Linked DNA regions of Oryzias latipes: region 1 is linked to region 2. Evidence: chromatin contacts called from public Hi-C data. All regions are on one chromosome and are shown on one strand. Each heading gives the region's core, a stretch centred on a gene start, on an enhancer-like site or on the middle of the called end of the contact. The rest is flanking DNA. Distances are from core to core; before and after follow the strand shown.

Region 1 (6,711 bases), core at 868-3,367, 56 kb before region 2:
GAAAATTGAGATTTACAGTCTTCATTTTGATCAGATATTGCACTTAATCCCCTCGTCTTCCTGAGTCAACTTGTTGACAAATGCTGAGTTGACCTTGCTGACCTGAATGTTATGAGATTGTGCAACAAAGCATGCGTGAGTGACATGTAATGCAATATTGAGCAATCCGCTTCTTCAGATGTCACAGAATGTTTACTTTTTTAAGTCATGCATCAGGACAGCAGGTCCTGGAGGGAATTCATTGATTTTCCACCTTGATCATCTTTCTTCAAAGCAGGTCTGACTGATAGCAAATCTAAGGGGAGAAGAAAATTAAAGCAGACCTCATGGTGCGCCTGTCTGCTTTAGCCAAGAGCTAACAAGGGGAACGGCTCCAAATGGAAAAAAGCACCCAAATATCAGCCGTGGTAGATATTGTGTAATTCGTTCACTTCATTAGTGACTGGGCATTGACATAAATCAATTTCAGCACTGCCAAAAGCCTTGCTCCAGTCAGGCTGAAGCGATTCTGTGTCAATAACCATTATAGGAATACAACAGGGATCTAATGGGAGAGCAGAAAAAAAAACCCAAAACACTAAATTCTTTTACTCTATTCTGTTGACATAAGCATTAAGTGTGGTCACGCATCAATGAAAAAAAACAAAAAGAAGTGTGATGACCATGAGGAGGAAAATGCTACTTTTTATTCTCATTATGTCTCTCAGAGCCCGCGTGTTTTCATTTTCATGACATTTTTCACTCAACTGAAGTTGGAGCATTTTTTTCCCCCTCCACTTTTCAAGACCTAATTTCTGCACCTGCATCCTCGAAATATTTAAATAAATTACTCCCGGTAATTTTGCAATCTGCTTGACACGAAGGAGGTCTTGTCAATCATTACTGTTGTTGGGGAATTGAGCATACAGGCGCTTTGCGCGCAACCGAACATGCACTTGTGGAAATATTTCTGAATTTGATCCAAAGAGAGTCTTACAGATGAAAAAAAAGAAAATAAATAAACGCAATAATGACATATATATTGGCGCAATAAAGAGATTAATGAAATGTCCTCTTACCTGTAACTGGTTTTATGCGTCGCCTCAGTCTTAATAGATCAAAAATATTTCTGCGTTCTTGCCAGACTGAGCTTCATCTTCCCGCATTCCCCCAAGTTTGCTTTATCCGTTTCGAGTTGGAAAGCATCTCATCCCAGTAGTGTGGAGTTTTCTTCTGGACAACGTGTTGCGCCAAAAGGCAGAGAAGGACCGCAAAGCTCCGATGCGCTCCTGTCGTGGTGCGCGCAGGCAGGGACTGCCTCCTGCTAGAGAGCGCGGATATGTTTAAAGGACGCACACGAACAGAGCCGAGGAGGTGCTGATGAGGCTCACCTCTGAACGAGGACAGGCGCTGTCTCGTTTGATGATGGCCACGCGTCGGTGTGGCAGAGACTGACCATTCGAAGGCACCTCCGTCTTCTAACGCGCGATGAACACCAACTCTTACTGGAATGAGGGGAACATTGGAGATGAAAGGCAGATGTCCAACAGACGGATGTCCAACAGTGACCAAAAATGTGAAACATCAAACTCCAAACAACAGACTCTTCAAACTTAGGCAGTTAAAAACAACTTATTGCAAATAATGACTAAACATCTATCCTCAGAGTTCTCCATTGGATCACATGCAGGATGACATGTTAACTTATGACCTTTGGATCACATGCAGGATGACATGTTAACTTATGACCTTTGGAGGGAAAAATATCAGGATTTGAGGAGAAATGTCTAAAATGCAAAGAAGGAGAAGCACAACATTCTATGTCCCCACTATTTTAAAGTAAAATAGTCTTCAAACTCTAATTAGACTGACTTTATTTAAGTTTAACGCTAAGTGCAGTCTATGCTTTCTAAAATGTTTTGGAGTTAATGGCTGTCAACATGCCACACAGGTTTTTTGAAACCCAAAATGTTTTTGAAAGTCTTCTGAGGTTATTTGAGTCATCTGAAGAGTGAAAAAAATATGTCCCATTAGCTTTACCCCTTTTGGCAGAATCTGAGCAGAAACTCAAGCATGCAGATTCAGATCTCATCTGGCTGCTGCTGCCTCCTGTCACTTCAATGCACTCCAGTGACCCAACAGAGTTAGAATCCGTGTGTACCCGGCCCATCAAACGCCTTCCGTGTGTTTTACACTGATGCAATGTTTTTAGATCAGGAGGCGTTTCAACTGCTTTTCTTTTTTCCCTATTCTTTCTTTCTGGTACGAGTTGTTCCTTATTTCATCTGACTAACTCCAACCTTGCGTTAATTGGTTCCATGATTATCAGGAGAAAATGTTACTTTAGAAGGCGCCAAACTGAAAATCCAAGCTTTGTCAATTGAAACAAAAGAGGGAGTGACTTTTCCTTTCAAAGGAATGCGAAGAAGATCAATGAAAGTGCTTAGAAAGCATCATTAACCACTAGTTGGTTCAGTTCAACAGAGAGATCAGAGGTAGAATTCTCCTGGGTGGGATTTTGTTTTTACCTCTAACTGTTCTATTAACATGCCTCCGTCTCAAAACATTAGTGGTACATTAACTGTGAAGTGGCTTTAGAAAGATGTGTGAAACCAACTGATTTTGTTTAATTAAGCTTACAGGATCTGCATAATAGTCATTCTGAGCAGCCTTACTTTAGCAGATGATGGGGTGTTTAACATAAATCGACTTAATTAATGAATCGGTTTCTATTCCTACAATCCAAATAGATCGATCTGACTGAGGCAAATTGTTTGTCAAATCGACCTTTAGCATTATAAAATGAGATAAATCAATTATTAAGATAGTGGAAAAAAACATTTGGATTGAAGTACGGTAGTTTTTTTTTTACTATAACATGAAAATGTGTGGTAAAATGTTCTGATTATGTTCCCTTTGGATTATTTTGATGTGGAAAAACAGTAGGCTGAACTTTATGAAACTAAGGTGTGAATGGATTTGACATCAAATCTTGTTTACTTGTTTGTACCCGTAATTTACACTTGATTATCTTGCAAAAAAAACAAATTTCACCTGCATCTGTAGTATCCAGGTATTTATTTCTTAGTCATACTGATTGAAATTTTGGTCAAAGATGTTCTGGATTAATTTTAGGTCAGAGAATCGAATCGGATCATTCAAAACGAATCAAAATAGACAAATAATTGATTTGAATCGATTCGTTAAAATGAATCCTCACACCCCTTGTGGATGATGAAGCCTAGATTTAATTTTTCTCAGCAACTATTTGAGCCAATATATAAATAAGTTTATGCACAGTATGTTCCAAAAGGCTCAACCAGTCCAATGTGTTAACATAGACATAATGTTTGCTTTGGTTCACTGGCTGAGTGCCATATCCAGAATAAAACACTAAATGATTTCAACTAACATGCAAAGCTTTGAATGAATGACTTCACTGTTTCTGGATTATTCCTAGCACATATCTTCCCTTCATCTTAGTTCTTGGAGGCAGAAAAACCCTCCCCAATTTTTAGGATTAGACTTGTAAAGGTTTTTTTTTTTTATTAATATCAAACAGACAACAAATGGTAGATTGGACACTTTACTGTAAATCTTATTCCTTGAACCTTTTTCTTTTCTGCAGCAGAACCCTTCTCTGAGGTTTTTGACCATTAAAATAGTCCTTTGGGCAACATTCGGTGTCACCCGCTTCCTCATTCATGTTCAGCACAGGCTGTGAAAATGAGGATTTTATGCAACATTTTGGTCATTTAGCTAGCACGGAACCACATGCATACACAATTAGGGGAGTTGAATCGGATCATAACGTGTAATAAATGTTACCATAAGGAATTGGAACGAGGCGCTGACACAGATTTCCCACTGCAAAGACAGGACTGGACCTTTTTCATTGTGAAACTCGCGTGTTTCGCTTGTGTTTTCTCCAGCTTGTGTAAAGTCCACAGTCCACTGACCCCACACATCTCATGTGAGATGCATTTCAGACTGTGGCGGCTGTTGGCTCCTTTTGATGTCAGATATCCTCAGGTCTTCTGTCTTTTGCAACACAGTTTCATTTTCACAACCTCTGAGGCAGGGATTTCTGTCAGCTTTGGTTCTACACATGCCAGCATTTGCCAGCTTAACAGACCCAGCTTGGCTTGTGTGTCATTGTGACTGAGCGCTGCTGTAATGTGGCACTCAGGTTGCACAAAGGTGCTGGGGGTAAAGGTGGGATTGTGTCACAGCTGTGACCACAGATTTGCCGGACTGACCTCAAAGCCCCGCTGGAAAGCGGGTGAATGAGATGTGACTCATAGCAGAGAGTTAACATGACTCAATATTTCTCAGGGGCAGCCTATCTAGAGTTGATCATGCCAAGTCCACAGTGTGTGTTAAGTTCTTTGAGAAATAGGTACGTGCAGAATTTGATTTTTCTTGGAAAACCATTTTCTAATCCAAGCTGCGTGCAATTTACAACCAGCCCTCGTCTGCAGCTGAGGGAAAATGAGATGCATTGCGTTGATGCTCCTCAGGTTTTTCTGGACTTTGTGCACTAAACATGATTAATTCCACATTATTTTTCGGCCAAACACGATTAAACCTCGTAAAACCAACACAGCAAAGCAAAAGAGAAGACATCTAAGCCGTCAGAAACAAACATTATAGGTTAGTGATGGTTTTACTCTGAGAGGAGGGTATAAATCACACTGGGGGGACGAAGCAGGACCCTTTTAGCTGCAACAATCAATGACCAATTAACTTAACACTACTTTTAGTAAGCTGATCATTTTCTAACACCAAAATGACTAAAGGATTGAAAAAAAGTAGATACTGTTTTTTTTTTTTTTTGCATTTTAAGAGGAAAAAAAGTGTGACATGCTGAAGTCATTGATTGATGTGTGGATTAAAACCCTTAACCTGACCATTGACTGTGGTCTTTTGTGGCTTTATAATTACTGATAAATGATCAAGCAGGTTGAGCCTCAAAATGGATTAAACATCCTGCCAAGGAGAAGAGATGATTGTTAGTTTAAGGCAAACCTTAATTCTTCCTTAATTTCAAAATTCTTTTAGAACAGTACGTGTTTTAGTCTGCTAAAAGACACAAATAGCACTAACCAAAATGAATAAAGCTTACAATATTTAGTAAATTTATTCAAAAACTATAACTTTATTAGAAAGTTTTGATCGCAAGTCAGCACTTTAGGAAGCAACAGAAAGAAACAAGACACTTCTGTTACATTCGGGCTCTTATCAGTAAAAACATTTACAAGCCTTAGTTGATTTTTGTTTTCTCCTTAATCTGAATTCTTAACATGCTGCTGTTTGTTTACATAAAAGCCGTCTGGCTGCTGCGATAAAGCGTGCTAAAATCGACGCTAACTCCTAAAGGATGCTGCTTTTGCGACTCGGTGATATTCTGGAGGAAATTAATGTGGTCCCATTTGCTGTTTGTAAAAAAGACTGCACAAAAAATGAAATACATGTGTGGCAATAATAATGATGTTTTATAGGATAGGAAAAAAGCCTTGTAATACTTGTCAGCTCGTATCGGACTTCTGCAAGTCTGGAAAAAAAAATGTCTTTGCTCTCCTTGTTTTAAGACTTAAGTAAGCAGTTTTAAGACGTTGAGTAGCAAAACAACCATGTAGTTAACTACAGTTATTTTAGTACATCCAGGAATGTACTAAAAGATTTGTAAGTATATGGAGTCTAAATATATGTATCTAATTTAAGAAAAAATGTACAAATATTGGACTGTTTTTAGATATATTTTCATTCTGCTTTTAATCACAAATTTGGTTATTGTTCTAATCTACATAACTTCTTTTCTGCTTCCTAACAAGTGTGTTTTGGTCTTTAAGGACAACAGGGACACCTCCTAAAGAACTACTAGAAGAAATTAGTGCATTTTAAATATTGATAATTGATATTCAGAGAATTGTTTCTTTAAATAAGCTGGAAGGCCCTGGAAACCTTTTTTTTATCAAAAAAAAATTAATTTGCTGTTTTGCAAAAAAATCTCAATATTTGGGGGAAATCCTGGATAAAATCCCAGTGCACCACTTTCTTTTATCCCATAATTGACAACATTGTATTTTTTCATAACCAAGTCTAGCTTTGTTTTCCTAATTTCAGTTATTTAGGCAATTTTAACTTAGTGGGATCAATAACATTTCATTCTATTCTATCTATTTCTGTGTATTTGCTGCCTTTAGATGTGTTATTGTTGGTAAGTATATTTATTACAGCATTCACCTTTTCCCTGACCCAAATGATAAGTCTAATGTGAGTATAATCAATATTTTTCTTTGTCTTGATTGATCAGTCTTTAAATTATTTCATTGATATTGAGCTCTATTTTGAGTTTTGAGTAAAAGCCACGACTAAAAGTCTTGCTCAAAGTAACGGCTGCATTCATTTTCATTCAGTCCCATCTGGGTTGTTGTTGTAGTCTTAAATAAACTCATCATGCATGAACATAAAGAGCTTCAAATTAGGTTGTTTTGAGTTTTTTTTTGTGTTCCCAGGTGACAAAATAGGCCTCTACCATGTGAATGATGATTTCAGCTTGCTGCTTTTGAACTTTTATGAACTCTTTTTTTCTTTCGATGAACCCTGATGCCCACAGTTTTCTACCTTGTCACCATCTATGCAGGGAGGTCCAGCCCCCGTTCACTGAGTCTGGCTCCCTAATCTCATGAAACCAATTGGATTTCACAATGCTTTTCAGAGCTCCGATGA
Region 2 (6,562 bases), core at 3,082-5,581:
TTTTATTTCTCAAGATGAGCAAACAAACTTGTTTATATTGTCTTTTTTTCTTTTTTTCTGTCATTGACTTTATTTTCTGATGAATCGTAATATTTAATAGCCACAACTGAACAGTATGACAAAGAGAAAGTAAAGATTCTTATGTTGGAGTGATAAAGGAAGCAAAGTAAACAACGCAGATGACTAAGGGAGCTGAACCCTGAAATAATCACAAAATTCTTACTGATGAGAATGTAAATGATGGGCCAGATGAAATAAACACTATGGCCACTGTATGTCCGAATTCCCTCCCTATACTGTCTAATCACTAAAAATCATTATAGTGCAGATAGTGTGGATTCTAAAAGCAATTGGACATGCTCTCTACTTTATTATCTATTTATTTATTATTTTATGTGGCAAATATGACATAACCTAAATCCTGAAGTAGTAACTTAAGCTTTTTATGAATGTACTCTGAAGATGAAAACTTGGATGGTTTATAAAAACTAAAATTAAAATAACTTTTTTAACATAAAGAAATTCTTCAATGCAATAATGCAATGTGGTCTGTTTTTGCCAATCAATGCACACTGTTTTTAACAGGGACTTTTGGGTAATTTCTAGGGTAATAGGTTTTATGGATTGTAGATTTGCTCAGCCCTACAAAATGGCAAACACACTTTATAGTGCACTAAGTAGTGAGTAGTGAAATAATTCAAACACAACCAACAGCCCTTTGAGGGTTAAAGATGAGGCTTGCGTGAGTAGTGTCATAATATGGGAATGTTTTGGTTTCTTTGTAGTCAAACATGGATGAATGGGAATGAACTGATAGCCTTTCTTGTTTTATAGTGATGGTATTTATTTATTTATTTGTGTTTTACACTTCTGCACAACTCCATAATTTCTAGCTTGAAATCACTTTTTATGGGAATTAATAATAATGCCATTCCATATTTTTGATACAATTTGAAAATATATATTTTGTTTTTCCTTCATTCAACATCCACAATTTCGCTCTATTGCGTTTTGACTACAACTACCGTCATGCCTTGCGCGCTCGCTTCTGCTGAAGGCAGCATGTGTTTGACTGCCCCGTTCAAAGTATGGCTCAGTGAGGCTGCGGCTCTTCTCCGAGGAGGATCACAGCTGCGGAGGCGTCTGTGGAGCAGCAGCGGAGCTCAAACCGGCATCTCAAACTCCCTCCAGACCGGAAACGTTCACCTTGATGGATCTGCCTAATTAACTCCTCTGGGGATTATTATTGATGCTCATTCAAAGAGTTTCATTAGTTCAAGGTTTTCAGTGCAGACTGCGCGGAGAACAACATATATCTATTTCCCCCTTACTCTAATCAAGATGGCATCAGCTGATGGATTCAAACCTCTATTTAAGGATTGCCGTCTATATAATGAAGGGATTATCAGGTCTGGGAGTATGGATGTCCCACGGGATTCCTGGGATCCACGCGTGGTCAAGCGGTGTCCTGCAGACACAGGGATCATCTCTGTTTTATTAGGCTTCACTTCTGGTGTCTGTGTTCCTGTGGATTTTGGCTCGACAAACGGAAAACCAACATTATTCTGGAATATATTTTCTAAACTGCGCTCCAGTGGATGTCCAGGGATTTAATTCTTTCTAATCTAGCAGGTATGTTTTAAATCTAGTCTTTTTCAGGCTGTAATCATTTATTTGTTCCTAAGTGATGGTCTATTCCAGATTGTGTGTAAAAAAAAAAAAAAAAAAGAGAGATGTTTGTTTTGCCCTAAAGTTTTTAATCTTGACCAAATTGCACTTGACCTTCAATTCAGGCTCCTCACCTGCTCCAACACCTCACTTTTTAGAGTAATCACTGCTCATTCACAGAAGTCGGCTCTGTCTCCTTTTAAATGTACCCTTCATGAACTGCCACCATGCACCTGCAGTGCCAGGTGGCTACAACACATCTCACAGAGCAATGACCTGTCAGGGGTTCTGAAAGACCCCCCCCCCCCCCCCCAAAAAAAAAAGAAAAAAAAAAGAAGGCACAGTGTGGATACAGTCTCCAGAAAAAGCAGCGTGTTGTCCTGCCACCTCCCTTACACTGCCTCTATTCAGCTGGCAGTGAGTAGGTCTGAACTTCTGTGCCCCCTTGGATTCTGCATAGCTCGGTCCTGCAGGCAGATCACATAAAGATAGTTCTGCTTTTACAGGTGCATGACACGGTAACATTTGCAATCTATATATGGTTAGCGGCGGTGACGTCTCTCCCAGGTATGCTGCTTAGTGACATAAACGCATCTCTATTTTTTATTGCTGCCGAACGGAATTCCATCTGTGAGTTGGAGTATGGCTCAGATCATATACGAATCAGAGCAGAGGCTTAAACTCATCTACCCCCCCACCCCCTCTGAACCCTCTATTAAAAATCTTCTCCAAACAAGACCTCCTTTCTCCCCTGAAGAGGGACCCTCTGTCTAATGCCAAGTGACTCTCATGGCCAGCATTGATGGTGGGACACTTGCTTCACAAAAGGAGCTGAAGTGTCAAATAAACTCGGTCAGAGCACCCGACACACAAGAATTCCTTTATCTGGCACCCTGCGAGGCAGACAAAGACAGACTTTGTGTCAGCGAGCAGGCCTTGACTAAACACAGGGGCTTTTTTTTTTCTTCTCACAACTTTTGCCTCATCTTCCTCTTTTTCCTTTGTTGCCTAAATGTCCGAGAAATATCAGGCCTGCTGGTGGGGGTCAGCTCACCTTGCATCTGTCCAGCACGTGGCCTACATCACCATCCGGATGGACTATCCATCGGGATGAATGACAATGGTGAGGCAGGAGGGAGCTCCTTGACAGATTTGAGTGTGTGGCCCTGCTGTCATGTGATCCGCCTGTTCTGAACCGCAGCAGAAGCGTGCGCACACCGGGGTCAATGCTTGCAACTGCGGTTTCATTTCGGTTTTGGAAAACCTGTCTCCTCCATCATTGTACCTTAGATTCTGAACTTTTACATTTAATTTTGTCATCTGCACATGGCAGACATTGCTTTTTTTGTTTGTTTTTCTCATCACACACATTTGTAAAATGTATTGTCATACATTTTTTTTTAAATATTGGTGACTCCTGTGACCTGAAGCAGGCGTGCTCAGACAGCATTTGTCCCCGCCACAGTGCTTTGGATAAACAGATAAAGTTGCAGTGGTCAAGTGTGTTAATGATGTGTTTATGAGCTTAAGCTGAGTGGTGATTTATTTTATCTTAGTCAAAAGCGCAGACCGTGCCCCTGACTTTGATGGAGCTCGTGGGGTGAGAGCGCCGTGACCCCGTGGTGAACCAAACTTTTTCACGATTATTTCTGACCGCTGAAAAATGGTCCATTAACAATGCCAATTTTTTTTTTTTTGGGTTGAAAATGCCTCTTGCATTACCTCATCTCTGGTAAAGAGCTCAAGTTGCAAGAAATGCCCCTCCATCATTCCTGTTCGGCATCTAACGACCTCCTTTTAGAAATATCAGACCTAATGAAAAATAAATGTCTCCTGCACATGCTTGCATGTAGAACACCATTTACACTCAGCTTGAGACTGTTTAGAGTGGGCTCTAAAGTTTGCCTAAACAGGAGAACTGTCATTTATTAGTAGTGCAGGAACAATGGGGAGCTTGTCTCCAGGGTGGTGGGGGCCAGAGGGGGCCGATGGAGCCAGGGGAGGGTGGCCTGAGATTGGGCAGCAGCCTCTGACCAAGAACAAGCCCCTGTCTGATGAAGAGAACTGCTGACCCTTCCTGAGTAAAATGGCACCTTTGTTTCGAGGTGTATGTGTTTGTGCCTCCAGTGTGTTTTGCGTGTGAGAAAGCGGGAAGGAGAACAGTTCTCAAATGTTCTCCTTCAACTTGTGATTTCTCTCAACGTTGTGCTTTCTTCACACATCATCCAGATCATCCAAGTCAAATGCAATATGAGTTTAACCCTTTTTTAAAAAATTTTATTTGACATTTTAAGCAACGTAAATATCGTAAAGTGCATGCTTTTTTTTTTTAAAGTGATGCTGTGCCAGTGATGCACAAAACCTCAGTCTTCTCTGAAGCTGGGATGCCAGGCTCCTGCTTTAGACTAATTAGCCTTTTAGTGCAGCTTTCTGGCTTGTTGCCATGGTTGTAGCAGTGTGGTTCAATCTTCCTGCAGGTCTGCAAACAGTTGGCTCTTTTCTAAAGATACCCACAAGGGAGAGATGCTTTGTTAAACTGATTGGTGAGGACACCGAAAAAAAAAAGAAAAAAGAAAAAAGGTGGGGGTGGGGATTGGGGCAAATGCGTGTGAGTAATAGAAGCAGATTGCTGATTTCCTACTGAGAAACCACATCATAAGAGGGTGAGTGTGTATATTTGGATCGAGGGGGGGGGTCTTACCCTGCTTTGGGAGCCATAAGGAAACAGGAGGCACATGGCCTGGGTTTCAGGGAGTTTTGAAGGAAGTTGTGAACATGCGTGAACGTTTTTAGGCTAAGTCCTGTGGGTCGAACTCTCAAAACGAGTCCACTTCTGTAAAGCTTTCCCTTGAAGCATGCATTCAGAAACACTCGGCCCATTATTATTTTATTAAAAAACCTGAAAAAGTCTGTAGCTTGATTATTGTGTCCATCTATAAGCCATCACATGTGAAGACATTAAAAGAGTTCCTTGACATTCACCAGAAACCCAAAACTCCCAATATTTGTGCATTCAGAATTTTCTTCAGCTTCCTCATGCTTCCTCCGACAGCACAATCACTCTGCAAAACTGAATAGATGTGATGCAAAAAATATTCCAACAAAACAGATTAAAAAAAACCTTTTGTGCAGGAAAACTACTAGCTTTTTATAGAATTATATCAGAACACAAAGAGAATGCATCTCACTGATCATGTGTTGTTAAAGCGACTAGGAGGGCAAAGGCAAAGCCTAGATTTTGCTTTAAATTCCACCCATCTTTTAAAATTTCCTTTCAACCTGATCTTACTTTGTCTCTCCTTGCTCCTATTTGGAGGGAAAATTCCTCCCTTTTGTGCCGGGCTTCCAACTAACGTCACTTTCCTCCAATACTGTCAGGCATTGGGCCATTACTTTGACGAGTTTGGGTCATTATGGGAACCTCCCTGCATTTCAGCTACTTACACCTACATAAGTAAGCCATCCTCATTCACTTCACCCTGCAATTCATCCTCCCTTTTATTTTGCTCTTAGTGGGGAGGATAAAGAAGACATTTTCCGTGTGTAGAGGAGCATGAAATTTCCAATGCGACCTCCCTGGGACACGGCGGACCACCAAGCTTCTCATACCTCCGTTTATGTGCGTTAAATCTTTTCCTTACAACGGACAGCTGTTCTTTTCTAAAAGTACTTTTTCTAGTGCTTGTCTGTTTTTAATTTGTTTGTTTAGATGGGGTTTCACACATAAAAATGGTGATGGAGGTTGATTGTTTACAATCAGGGCTTGTTCCTGCTTTCTGAACGGTACAATAAAAGGATCATGTTACATTAAACCTTTAAAGTAGGGAACTGGGAGGGAGGTGCTGGTCCTAAACAAGCCTTTGTGTTCTGCTGTCAAGCTTTATTTTAGATGAGCACATACAACACACTACCACCATGTTTTCAAATGAAATTTAGCAAGGATTTGATCTATCTTCTATGTCTTTTATATAATTCTATAGAAATATTTAGGGGCAAAAGTAGAAGATCTCCTTTTTCTTTGGCTGCACAAAACTCTTTCTAACTCATTTCTTAAGCTCTGCTGCCCCTTAGTGGAAAACCAGATGTAGCAGCAGTGTGACACTTGATCTGCACTTCCCTTCTTGGCCTTTCGAGAAGGGGAGGCGCTGTTGAGAAGTTTAGAGGAGGTCAATATGTAGTCAACAGAGGAGATTCACTGTCGTTAAAGAATCCAAGAAAAAATGAATTTGTGATGGATTTTTTTTATTCTTTGAAAGAAAGTTGTACTTTTAATTCCAGAATGGTCGAGTTGAATGTTTTTGATTAAAATTAAAAGATACTTTATGATAAACTGTTTAAGAATTATTATAAAAAATGAAAAACACCAAACTCTTTAAAATAAATTACCCTATTAATTTATTATTTTACCCTATTAATTTATTATTAGGCTGCACAGTGGCGCAGTGGTTAGCGCTCTTGCCTCACAGCAAGAAGGACCCCAGTTCAAGTCCCAGCTGGGGGACCTGAAAATCCCAACATCAATAGGGGACCTTGCTGTGTGGAGTTTGCATGTTCTCCCCGTGCATGCGTGGGTTCTCTCCGGGATCTCCAGCCTCTTCCCACCATCCAAAAACATGCTTCATAGGTTAATTGGCAACTCTAAATTGTCCATAGGTGTGAGTGTGAGAGTGAATGGGGACATTCTACCCTAGGACAGACTGGCGACCTGTCCAGGGCATCCCCTGCCTTTGCCCACAAGTGGCCGGGATAGGCTCCGGCGGCCCCGTGACCCCCGAAAGGGACTAAACGGAATAGGAAATGAATGAATTTATTATTTGTTTCTAAATTAAAATAAACCCCATATAGTGCATCATTTTGTCATGGAGGAACATAATATTACTATGACCCCAATAAC

Evidence for each region. Hi-C and Micro-C count contacts between places; a contact is called where the count stands out from the background.
Region 1: a Hi-C map of embryo shows a contact between it and region 2, with 2.9 times the contacts expected there. The contact joins the promoter of sstr2 here to the enhancer-like site in region 2. A contact is called at or near these places in 4 of 5 Hi-C or Micro-C datasets (embryo and fibroblasts).

What each region holds. Positions count from the first base shown.
Region 1 is chr8:10,839,623-10,846,333 of ASM223467v1, reverse strand. sstr2 (somatostatin receptor type 2) reads right to left here and starts at 2,117. Exons shown (of 4, transcript XM_020705297.1): 1 at 2,020-2,117; 2 at 1,371-1,484; 3 at 1,059-1,303.
Region 2 is chr8:10,786,225-10,792,786 of ASM223467v1, reverse strand. It overlaps LOC105354559 (a long non-coding RNA gene), which reads left to right and starts at 1,074. Exons shown (of 4, transcript XR_909154.3): 1 at 1,074-1,632. Within about 2 kb of position 4,331, at least 1 of the 8 cell types and tissues checked has an H3K27ac peak or open chromatin away from gene starts, as enhancers often do. A contact at or near this core is called in embryo, where this site is marked.